Regions from separate parts of the Ovis aries genome. Here region 2 is linked to region 1. The links are chromatin contacts, called in public Hi-C maps. All regions are on one chromosome and are shown on one strand. Each heading gives the region's core, a stretch centred on a gene start, on an enhancer-like site or on the middle of the called end of the contact. The rest is flanking DNA. Distances are from core to core; before and after follow the strand shown. Region 1 has its middle 260 kb from the start of TBC1D1. Region 2 has its middle 39 kb from the start of TLR10.

Region 1 (6,347 bases), core at 1,966-4,465:
GCAGGGAGGATTAAATATTAAATAAAGAGCCTGGTTGATAGCAACACTTCCTAAATGGTTTCTATTTTTATAAAAATGCCCTTGGTTTTACATTGGCTTTAGGCTTTCTAGGCTACTATCGGTCAATCAATATTTATTACTTACTTAGTAGGTACAAAAGGGAACAGAAAGAGATCTAAGATCTAGGGCAACAGAAAAGACACAGGACAGAGAACCTTGGGGTTGGAACAAGTGGCTGGTTTCTACCCGACTTCAGGAAGAGGTGGGGAGTTTGGAACCGGTGAACATTTGAGGACAAACAGTAACGATTTCCCTTTTCCCAGCTGTAAGTTTGGGACAGCCCTCCCTTTTCCTGTGTGGGCTTTTGTGTTCTTCGGAGAAGGGACCAGTGATTCTGAGAAGTGGACGAGAGAAGGTCCCAATGGCTGCTTACAAAGTCATGACTCAAGACCCAGAGTGTTTTCTGGATTGTTGTTGTTGTTTAATTGCTCAGTATTGTCTGACTCTTTGTGACCCCATGGACTGTAGGCCACCAGCCTCCTCTGTCCATGGGATTTCCCAGCAAGAATACTGGAGTGGGTTGCCATTTCCTTCCCCAGAGGATCTTCCCCACCCAGGGATCGAACCTGGGTCTCCCGCATTGGCAGGTGGGTTCTTTACCATCTGAGCCACCAGGGAAACACTTTCCGGATTTACCTGTATTAAAGAATTTTTTGTTTTTTGGTTTCATTGAGGAGAGCTCTTGGGGGAGAATGTGGGGTGGGGTAGGGGGGCTACAGGGGTCTCCTGTGGCTCTCTGAGGAAGGCAGCCTGAGCTGAGGAAGCCCTGTGTGTGGGCGGGGGCGATCACCACCAGAAGGAATAAAAACACAAGGAGAAGCCAGCCCCGTTCAGCGGACCACGGGAAGGTCTGCTCTGTTGTTTGAAGCTTTTCTCTAGTCTGTGGCAAGCCTGCAGATTCAGTAACGACCACAGCTGTGCTTGGGCCCAGGCTTTTCCTGGGAGGCCTGTCCGCCTTCAGAGCAGGAGCAGAAGCAGCTGGTGTGGCCGCCCTCCTCCCAGCTCTCTCTCCAGTTTCTGAACAGTGTCGGGATCAGCCGTGCTTGGGATGCTCATCCGTCCAGAGATTTTATCAGACTTCTGATGAATCTAATTCCGGTGAAAGGGAGCAGAGGAAAACGAGCTGTTTAGGTTCATGGACAATGTATTTCTGGGCAAGAAATGTGACTCTGTCCCCTTCTGTTGAAGTAAGTTTGAAAGTGTCAAATAGTTTTTTCATTTAGGTCTTCACTATGGGAAGGCAGAGAACCACGGAGAAGATTCGGGTTTTCCAGACCCTGTAAAGGGGACAGCTGGCCACTGCAGGGATCGCTTCCTCATCTCTGAATTCCCCTGGTTAGTTGTCTTCCTACTTCATGCTCTGAACCAGGAGCAGCAAAAGGAAGGAAAAGCAGGGCAAGTGGCTGGCTCTAGAGTGACTGCTAAGGGCTCTGACCTCAGTGCACAGCTGGGGTGTGGGGGTGGGGTGGCCTGCAGCTGGTCTTGGTGGGGCTCCTGGGGGAGCCCCTGCTCGGCTAAGGCCCACTGACCTTCTAGTGTCTATGGGAGTCTCACTTTCCTCATCCAGCACAAGAAGGCTTGGGCGAGGGCATGTGTTGTTCATTCATTCACAGATCTATTTATTTATTCATCCATCTAACTTTTTTTTTTTTTTTTAACACACTGACTCTGCCAAGAACTGGGGGTATGGAAACAAACAAGACTGGATTCCTGCCCTCTGGGACTCACAACCTTGTGGGCAAGGTAGATCAATATGCAAATCAATCTAGAAAAGTCATCTGCAGGTTAACGGGAATGTGTAAGAGCCTAGCCCTGCCTGAGAATGAGGAGAAAGTTGATCTTGAAGGATGGGTTAAGGATGCCAGGAGGGTGGAAGAGTCTGGAGCTTGCAAAAGAGCTTTGCCTGAGAACAATGGCAAGGTTGAGAGGTTTTCAGAGCAGGGAGTGAAAACTAAAGAGGGCAACGTGGACTATCCAGTTCTCAGCATGCAGCTGAGATTCCAGTTTCTCAAGAAAGGAATTTTTCCTTTCTCCAAACTCTGAGAACCCTTGAATCTTTGTATCAGGGTCTCCCAACACTGTTTATAGACCACAGATCAGGTGATTGACATTCATTTTACCAGGGCAGATGTGGGAAGACATTTCTTGTTGCTTTTTCCTGCATAGACTCTTTGATGAAGGCTGTTGTGAGTCTTATCCTTTATGGGGTCAAGCCTCCTTGGAGAATGAAGGAGGGTGATAAGCCATCTCCCCAGAAAATGCATAGTTTTCCACAAAATTTCAAGTGTTTTGAGAACCATCCCCCATTCGAAACCCTCCCACACACTACAGATAAAGAACTGCCCGCAACCCCACCTGACCTCAGACTGTGGATCTGGGGATTGGAAAAGCCTAGTGTGGACACAGAGCTGCACGGGGACTGGCCCTGATGTGGGCGTTCAGCTTAGAGACTCTTTGAGTGTAGTTCACCTACAGACAGAGCTCGGAAAGGAAACTGAATCCTTTTGCAGAAGGCTTCAGCAGGGCCGATACTAGCATGAGGCAAATGAAACCTTTGCAGTGGGTGTAAATCATAAAGGAGAGGGTGCCAAACAATTCAGTAACGAGATATGTAATATTTTAATGCACTTTAAAAAGTCAAAATAGATGCAAAAATCCATGATGAATACAGTTTCACAATTTTCCGCAAAGATGGGATGTACTGTACTTGCATGGCCCTGCCCCTCTTGCCCCACCCTCATCCCAGCCCCTATTTGGAAACAAGAACTGCACAGCCTTAAAGTCCCAAACTTGTATTTGAATAAGACCTTGAGTGTCAGTATCTGGGCTTCCCTGGTAGCTCAGTGGTAAAAAAACCTGCCTGCCAACTGCAGGAAACACGGGTTCAGTCCTTGGGTGGGGAAGAATCTCCTGGAGAAGGGAATGGCGACCCACTCCCGTGTTCTTGCCTGAGAAATCCCATGGACAGAGGAGCCTGGCGGGGTCACAAAAGAGTCAGATACCACTGAACAACTAAACACTGAGTGTCAGTAAGTTGATGCCTGGACGCTGCTGAGGTGTTTCTGTGAACACTGATTGATTCCTTGGCCAGGCTTAAGCCTCTCCGCCTGCCGGCCCACGTTGGCCCAAGGAACATGTGTTGGCAGTGACTCAGACATTCCAGCAGGTGGCACTCTTGCTCCAACCAGGTCCCCTGAAAAGGGGCGTCTTAGCCAAACTAAAGGGATTCAAGCTAGTTGCTTTTTGCCAGTTGTTTTTTGAAGGGCCAGGAAGAATCCCGAGCAGGTATTGTGGGGGTAAAGGGAGGTGCTCTATAAAGAGGATTGGAGGAAGAATCTGGAGAGCCAGAGCAAGGTAGAGCCTTATAACAGGCTGTGCTTCTCTTTAGCAAGCGAGGAAAATGAGAATTTCAAACCTCTTTCTGTTCTCAGATGCAGTATTGACACACGTGGCACGGGAGAGCAGAACAGGACGAATGGTTTTCTGTGAAGCATGGCCGGGTGGCAAGAGCTCCCTACTTACCTGCAGTGTTGCTCCACTTGCCAGCTGTGACCTTGGACACTGCAAGCCTGAGATGGTTCATCTTTAAAGGGGGATTACTGCAGCTGCCCTGATGGAGGGTTGTTGGAGGCTTGCTGGAGGATTAAAGAAACTGATGACCAAAAGGCTACTAGTACCAAGTGCGTGTTCAGTCAACTCGCTGCTGCGATGGACTTGTAGGCGAAGGCTAAGCAGCGAGGTTTTGTGGCCTTCCTTGTCTGTCACATTAATTTAAAAGATGACCTCAGAGTGACCCAGAGACATAACTTGATAAGGAACCATGGCTTGAGCAGAAGCAGCCAGAAGAATTTCCCACCTGGATCGAGTTTCACAGGTGTGATTTTTGAACCAGGAAATCAAACTGGGTTCTCTGGCAGTACTGTCTCACCCTCAAGACCTGGGAAACGTCTGACCACCAGGTGACAGGTCCCACTTAAGCTGTGCATTGTTGCAGAAAGTATCCATTTACACATAGGTATATCAGAGCCTTCCCATGAAACCACTGTGTCTCCCTGCAGTTCTGAAATCCTGACCTCTCAAAGATGCCCCCAGATGAACTGTTCTCCACTAAGAATGAAATAAATCAGTGATGGTTCCTTCTTATTGAAGCTTACTTCATGGCAGTTACTTTAATAAGTACTTTACATGCATTCATTCATTTATGCCTGGAAACCAACCAGAGAGGTAATCAAACCAATTTTACAGACATGTAAATTTAGGTTTGGGGCTTCCCAGGTGACACAGTGGTAAAGAATCCCCCTGCCAATGTAGGAGATGCAAGAGACTCGGGTTTGATCCCTGGGTCAGGAAGATGCCCTGGAATAGGATATGGCAACCCCCTCCAGTGTTTCTTGCCTGGAAAATTTCATGGATAGAGATCCTGGTGGGCTACAGTCTATGGGGTCGCAAAGAGTTATACATGACTGAACACACACACACACACAAATTTAGATTTAGGGAAACTCAGTACTCTTGCCTGGAAAATCCTGTGGACGGAGGAGCCTGGTGGGCTGCAGTCGGACACGACTGAGCGACTTCACTTTCACTTTTCACTTTCATGTATTGGAGAAGGCAATGGCAACCCACTCCAGTGTTCTTGCCTGGAGAATCCCAGGGACGGCGGAGCCTGGTGGGCTGCTGTCTATGGGGTCGCATGGAGTCAGACACGACTGAAGTGACTTAGCAGCAGCAGCAGTACTGGGTCAGGCTTCCCTGGTGGCTCAGATGGTGAAGAATCTGCCTGCAATGCGGGAGACCTGGGTTCAATCCCCGGGTTGGGAACATACCTTGGAGGAGGATATGGCAACCCATTCCAGTATTCTTCTCTGGAGAATCCCTGACAGAGGATACTGGCAGGCTGCAGTCCATGGGGTTGCAAAGAGTCAAACACGACTGAGCAACTCAGCACAGCACAATACTGGCTCCTTCAGCCAGGAATTGGTATAAACTTAGGTCTGACTTCCAAATCTATCTATGTATCTATCAATCTATCCATCAATGTATCTATCATCCATTTATTTGATACATTAAATACTAACTATTCTGATCTATTAATTAAAGCAAGTTCCTCTGAGGCACTGAGGGCCTAGGGAAACGTTTGTTGGTCTCGATTTGAGGCTTCTTTCTTGAACATATAGAGATAGTCATAGCTGTATCTTTGCAGATACATATATACATAACACATACAGGTGACTTTCTAAGGAGCATGTTCTTACTCAGAGGCCCCGTAGCCCAGATGACAGTGCACTCTGGTGTCAGCTACTCTTCAGAGAGTCCCTGGAGAGAGAGTTTTGTGCCATATCCTCTTGTGTGGGAGGACAACCAGACAGAGTCAGTCTCTGCTCCACCCCAAGCTTCCTTCGAAGGCACGGGCAAAGCTCTTTGGATTGAATGGTCTCATTTTTCAAAGGGAAACTGCCGGATAGGAGAGGAAGTGTCAGAACAACAAGATCACTTTGACCTGGAAGAAGGAGCAGGAAAGTGAATGCCGTCTTCCCAGAGGAGAAACATCACCGGCCATCATAAGGGGATCTGGCTTCCCAGTTCCTAACTGGAGAAGACGGCTCCCTGTCAAAGTGGGGGCATGGGGGGTAGGGAGTGCAGAGGTCTCTGTAAATACAGCTCTTGGAGTCCGTTTCGGAGCTGGTGTGGACAAGTGAGAATTACCACCTATAGCATGCTTTTTCTCCTCACAAAATGCAGTTTGTTTACTCTATGTTTATATTATAGCTCAATTCAGATTAATTTTCTCTGTTATGGGGGTCCCTAGAGAATCTACTTTATTAGATTAAGTGGATTTTAATTAGTCAATTGGAAAACAAGTTCTTCTCTAGGACTTAAAAACTGTTGTCAAACTATCTCAATGAGAAAGTGGTTGGCTTTATTTAGTCACTTAAAAAGACAGCCACTTCCTGTTTATATTACTGACATTAATTCCATCTTAAAAGTCGATGAGGTTTAGGAATTAGGAGAGAGGAAAAAAATAGTGTACTTTTCTTTGCCACGCATAAATCTTTTTGTTAAAAGTCAAAATAGTATAATCAAATGTGGAATTGTGACGATTTGTTAGGAAATAGATGTACTGAAAGACATCTTGTGTTCTTGAACTGGCGCATGGAGATGTAGAAAGGCCTGGAGGGACCAAGTGTCTCACTTCTTCATCCTCAGGCTTTAGCACAGCATCTGCAAGTGGTCCACATTCAACTCATGTGTACCCGTTGGAGCTAAAGTCCAGCACATAGAGCTTC
Region 2 (6,347 bases), core at 1,617-4,116, 520 kb after region 1:
GGGATCTTGGGCCCTCCTGGGGGCTGGCTAAAGACTAAGAATGGGCTTGAATGCTTCCTTTCTAGGATGCCATGCTGGCTGTGTATTTTTACTGTCACATCAAGGCTTTAACCACTCAGATTAATTCAGTTGATTAGGTTATACCTTTCTTGTTTACATCCAGTTCCAGGTAGCACTCTGAGGCATGTAGGGTGCAGGGTTGGGGGTTTGCTTCATCCTTAAATCCCCACTGTTTCACATAGTGCCTGTAGAGTATTCTGTAAATATCTGTTTCATAAAGGCAAGGGTTTGATCTTGGTGTTTCAAGTCTCCCCCTGCAGCACATCTTGTAGAGTGGGGAACACTTGCTGATACTCCATCTCATCAATGACTTTCTACCTAATTTCTCAGTGAGTGACATTTCCTGACCTCGTTTCCAGGATCTGGAAGCAAGCCCACAACTTAGAGAAGACTCATGTCCAGAGGTATGTGTACCCTACAGTGGTCTTTCCTTTCCTCAAGACCTTATCAAATCTTCCTAGTCTTTCAAGGATAAACTGAAGACTGAGGAATAGGTGACCAATATCTCTTCTAATTTCTTTCCTTTTCCTATTTAACAGTCCATTTAAAACCTCAACCTAGAAATGGGAATTTAATGCAAAGTACGGGTTAATGGTTTAGTTAAGGCCCTCAAAAGAGATTAAGGGAGCTCAAGAAATTGTGCGGGGCTTCCTTGGTGGCTCAATGTAAAGAATTCACGTGCCAGTGCAGGAGACACGGGCTCCATCCCTGGTCTGGGAAGATCTCACATGTGGAGATCCACATGCTGCCTCTACACCTGTGGCCCCTGAGCCACAATTATCGAGCCTGTGCTCTAGAATCTGAGAGCTGCAACTTCTGAGCCCATGTGCTGCAACTACTGAAGCCTGCAAGTTGCAGGGCTTATGCTTCACAACAAGAGGAGCCACCACAATGAGAAGCCCTTGAACCGCAACTGGAGAAGTGAAGCCGCTCAGTGTCCAACTCTTTGAAACCCCATGGACTGCAGCCTACCAGGTTCTTCCATCCATGGGATTTTCCAGGCAAGAAAGCTGGCGTGGGTTGCCATTACCTTCTCCAGAGTTCATCCCAACCCAGGGATTGAACCCAGGTCTCCTGCATTGTAGGCAGACGCTTTACCATCTGAGCCACCAGGGAAGTCCAGTAGCCCCTAACAGCCACAACTAGAGAAAAGCCCAAGCAGAGAAAGGAAGACTCAACACAGTCAAAACAAGATTTAAAAATAAAAAAGAAATTGTCCAGATGGAGTTGCAAGCAGAAAGAGTCATTAGACGTGTAAATGTGCCAACGTAGGGGCTTTTTTTGTTTGCAGATTGGCCTGTGAGCTCTTTGTGGGCAAGACCAAGGTTCTGCTCACAGAGATAGATCCAGGACCCAGCAGTCCCCAGCTGGATGAGCTCTGTGTGTGGTTATAAATTGAGTTATTGGAACTTTTAGTGGATTAAAAAAGGTCACAACACCTTGGCTCATAGTAAGGCATTCAACCAGTATCTCTTCACGTGGAGTTGGTAAACAAAAAGCACTGAGGCACAACAATTTGGACCCAGAGTTTGGGATTCAGAGTCAGATAATCCCAGAATCAAATCCCAGTTTTGCTTGCTTCTTTTTGCATGCCCTGAGCCACTCCTCAGTAAAGGCACTACCTCACAGGATTGCCATGAGATGGCATGAAATCACACATGCGAAATCTACATTAGCGATTACTGATGCTTGCTCAACATTACCTGGGGCCAGAGGCTGTTCTAGGGCTTTCCACTTGATCCTCATACAATCTGAAAAGGAAGGTGCCTTTTTTTCCCCCACATACTTTATTTACTTGGTTGAAAGCCTTCTATGGTCCATAAAATGTTTTCTGTAGTTGATCTCAACTTTGTTCACACTGATCTCCATGAGTCAGATACTGGTTTTCTATGCTCAGGACTCTACTCAGGGTCTGCCATTGCCAGTTGCTTTATTTCAAGATCAAGGTTAGCACTTTCATATCAAATCTTATTTTAAATCCTTCTCTGTCAGTTCTTTCCTGGATTCTAAACTTTGCATTCCTACATGGAACCAGCATCCTAAATCACCAAGATAAATCCCTTTCCTCCGATATCATGTGATCTAATTCCACCTGCCCCTTCCCGGGACCACTAGGCTCCAGCACCTTGGCTGTGATGCCAACTGGGCACCTCCTGCTCTACCCTCAAGGAAAGTGCCTTTAACCATGCCCACCCCCCTCCCCACCCCCCCCCCACCCCCCACCATACAGGTGAGGACGCTGTGGAAGAAAAAGGTAAGTCAAGTCTCCAGGGTCATTCAGCTAGTGGTAGCGATTCTGTGAGGCATACACAGCCCATAATCTTAATTAAGGGAGCTACAGGTGCCACATGTGGCTAGAAGTACTCAGAAAAGGGATGCCATTATTATTGCTTTCCCGATGGCTCACACGGTAAAGAATCTACCTTTAATGCAGGAGACCCGGGTTCAATCAGTAGGTCAGGAAGATCCCCTGGTGAAGGGAATGGCTACCCACTCCAGTATTCTTGCCTGGAGAATTCCGCAGACCGAGGAGCCTGGCAGGCTACAGTCCATGGGGTCACAAAGAGCAGGACACGACTGAACAACCCGCACAGGTATTATTATTGCAGTCGCCATGTTTGAGGAGCAGAGAACGCGAGTCCCCACAATTGCTCCACAGCAGAGCAGTAACCCCAGGGCCTCCACACTCAGACCTGGGCTGCCCTGGCTGGTTTGCCCGGTTGCCTTCCCCAGGGCCTGTCCTGGGCAGCCACACCCTGCATCCTCACCACACCCTGTGCTGTGCTCTCACCACCCCAGAAGTTCTGGCCACACCCTGTCTGCTCCCGGAAGGTAAACAGGGCCACCGGAGAAGGGTGGCATTGTTGTGCCTGCGGTCTTGGCCCTGGAGGCCCAGGGCTCAGGCTTATAAATGCCACAAATCAATAAGCAGTAAAAGTCAGAACAGAGGCCCTCTTGAACTTCAACTGACCTCCGCTTCCAGCCAGTTAGTCATGAGAGCAAATGCTCAGGAACTGATTTCAGGAGAGAAAACTTCCGCATGGCCTCTAGTTAACTACCTTGAAGGAAGGGGTTTGCAGCCTGGAGGAGGTGAGGGGGCATTAAGTTCTGGGGGAAAGGCAAGCAGTCTCCCAGTGTCACTCAGAGCAGAAAAAACTGCCCTGGTCCCAGTGAAATTTGCAGTTGTGGAAGAGTGCAAGACACTTTCTTGCCCAGAGCTGTCTGCATGACTAGGTTTCATTACAGCAGCTCAGACTGATTGATGGAGGGCTTCCTGGGCGCCAAGCACTGTGTTTAATCTTTACCTGCCTTAACTCACTGGAGGTGCTCAATGACCCTAGGAGGTGGATTTATTATCTTCATTTCACAAATGAGAAAACCATGGTGCAGATAAAGGGTAAATAAACTGCCCCAGGGTTTCTCAGCCTCTATGAGGCAGATGCTAGAATCTGAACCCAGGCAATCTCCCGGGTTAGACAGTCACCTCCCTGGAGGCTGGCCTCGGGGATTTCTCTCTGTGTTTCCCCTCCTCATTCAATTTGAATCAGAATTCTAATACAAAGATATACACAGAAAAGGATGACTTGGAGGGGCTGTTGAAGGTCCCCCTGAAACCTGCGAGGGCTCCTCAGGGGCAGCTGGGGAATGTGTTGGATGTTGGAGAAACATGCATCCCAGGGCCACCAACTCTGTTGCTGTCCCTAGATGAGAAGCCACCAGTTAAGGTGAGGCCCCTCACCTGATCTTTGCTGCAGATTATTTTGAGGGTGGAGGGGTCATCTGGCTTGGGGATAGACCTCTCAGAGTTATTTCCCCAACATACAACTTCTGCCAAATCTGATCTCCTGGTATTTCTGTTCGTGGTGCAGGTTGAAGTTTGGTTTTCTGTAGTTGTTCCTTGGAGCTAATTTCTTGCAAAGGATGTGACAAAGGTCACTAGAGAGAAAACACCTGGGCACAAGTTTCACAAGGGCGAGGCAGCCTGCACAGCATGGTCTCTCACCTTAACAGTCTAAAGTAGTGGGGTAGGACTCACGTGATCAAGGCCACCCTGAGAGCTGGGGCTGAGTGTGGTAAGAAAAAACCCTGCCTCAAGTGTCTTTGTGGCTTATCTGCTTGGGGTTTTTGCAGGTTTGCTGGGTTTGTGGTTATCCATGCCCCTGGAGGAGAAAATGGCAACCCACTCTAGTATTCTTACCTGGAGAGTCCCATGGACAGAGGAGCCTGGTGGGCTATAGTCCATAGGGTCGCAGAGAGTCAGACACGACTGAGTGACTAAACACACACACAGGGCTGTTGGTGGCTCAGTGGTAAAGACTCTGCCTCCCAGATGAAAGGATAAGGAAGTTGTGATACATATACACAACGGAATATTACTCAGCTATAGAAAAGAATGCATTCGAGTCAGTTCTAATGAAGTGGATGAAACTGGAGCCTATTTTGCAGATTGAAGTAAGTCAGAGAGAGAAACACCAATATAGTATATTAAAGCATATATATGGGATTTAGTAACGACAGCCCTATATGCAAGACAGCAATAGAGACACAGATGTAAAAGAACAGACTTTTGGACTATGTGGGAGAAGGGGAAGGTGGGATGATTTGAGAGAACAGCATTGAAACATGTATATTACCATATGTAAAATAGGTGATCAGTGCAAATTCGATGTATGAAGCGGGGCACTCAAAGCCAGTGCTCTGGGACAACCCACACGGATGGGGTGGGGAGAGAGGTGAGAGGGGGGTTCGGGATGGGGGGACACATGTACACTATGGGTGATTCATGTCAATATGTGGCAAAACCCACACACAATATTGTAAAGAAATCACCCTCCACTTAAATTAACTTTAAAAAAGAATCTGCCTGCCAATGCAGAAGACATGGGTTTGATCCCTGGGTGGGGAAGGTCCAGGGTCACTCAGGTAGTGGTGTCAGACAGTCACCTTCCTGGAGGCTGGCCTGGGGGATTTCTCTGTGTTTTCTCTCTCATTCAATTTGGAATCAGATTTCTAATATCCAAGTATACACAGAAAAAGGATGACTTGGCAGAGCTGAGGAGGGTCCCCCTGAAACCTGCAAGGGCTTCTCTGGGCACTGGAGAATAAGCAGGATATTGGAGAAACTTGCATCCCCAGGGCCATCAGTCCTGTCGCTGTCCCTAGACTGAGGAGCCTCCAGTATTCTTCCCTGGGAAATCCCCATGGATAGCGGAGCCTGGCGGCCACAGTCCCTGGGGTCACTAAGAGTCAGACTCGACTCAAGGACTAAATAACAACAGTAATGCCCATTGCAGGTCCTCCAAGAAATACACTGGATCATTCCCTTGATTACTTCCACGTATTGGGTCATTGCCTTGATCAATGCACTAAGAACACTTCAAGAATGATACACAACATTGAAGATCAGGGCTTCTACTGAAGGGTCATGCGTTGTGGTTCTCAATAGGGGAGGCATCAGGCTTTAAGAGGGAACCCAGAATATGTGGACTATGGGCGCCCCCTGCTGGAAAGGGAAAGCTAGAACTCTGGAACTTGAGTTCAGAGCCTGAGGTCTCCTGGGGGCTCTTGGAGCACCTCTGATCCCCTCAGATAGATGACTCTTTTTCTTGTTTTACCGAGATTCAATTGCATGAGAGTAATGGAAAGCAACATGGCTTAGTGGTAAAGAGTGTGGATTCTAGAGTTTAGACAGTCTAGGTTCAAACCCTGGTCTGCTGTTGCTGTGTGACTTTGGGTAGATTATTAAACCTCTGTGTGCCTTACCTTCCTCATCTGTAAAATCAGGGTGATAATACTAGAGCTTACCTCACAGAGCAGTTACAAGATATAAATGAAGTAATATCTTAAACATGAGATAATAAATGAAGTAAAATATGTAAATGAGTGTTTTGTTGTTCAGTCGTTCGGTCCTGTCTGACTCTTGCAACCCCATGGACTGCAGCACGCCAGGCTTCCTTGTCCTTTACCATCTCCCAGAACTTTCTCAAACTCATGTTGAATGAGTCAGTGATGCCATCCAATCATCTCATCCTCTGACGTCCCCTTCTCCTTCTGCCCTCAATCTTTCCCAGCACTAAGTGTCTTTTCTAATGAGTCCGCACTTCGCATCAGGTGGCCAAAGTATTGGAGCTTCAGCTTCAGCATCACTCCTTCCAATGAATATCCAGGATTGATTTCCTTTAGGATGGACTGGTTTGATCTCCTTGCAGTCCAAGGGACTCTCAAAACCCTTCTCCAACACCACAGTTCAAAAGTATCAGTTCTTTGGCGCTCAGCCTTCTTTTTGG

Evidence for each region. A called contact is a pair of places that touch in the nucleus more often than the background predicts.
Region 2: a contact with region 1 is called in a Hi-C map of tail adipose tissue, with 10 times the contacts expected there. The contact joins two enhancer-like sites. A contact is called at or near these places in 11 of 16 Hi-C or Micro-C datasets (blood, hypothalamus, mesenteric adipose tissue and 5 more).

What each region holds. Positions count from the first base shown.
Region 1 is chr6:58,180,011-58,186,357 of ARS-UI_Ramb_v3.0, forward strand. No RefSeq gene overlaps it. Among named protein-coding and RNA genes, the nearest start is that of TBC1D1, 260 kb to the left of the region's middle. Within about 2 kb of position 3,216, at least 30 of the 54 cell types and tissues checked have an H3K27ac peak or open chromatin away from gene starts, as enhancers often do.
Region 2 is chr6:58,698,450-58,704,796 of ARS-UI_Ramb_v3.0, forward strand. It overlaps a transcript of TLR10 not described here. Among named protein-coding and RNA genes, the nearest start is that of TLR10, 39 kb to the right of the region's middle. Within about 2 kb of position 2,867, at least 20 of the 54 cell types and tissues checked have an H3K27ac peak or open chromatin away from gene starts, as enhancers often do.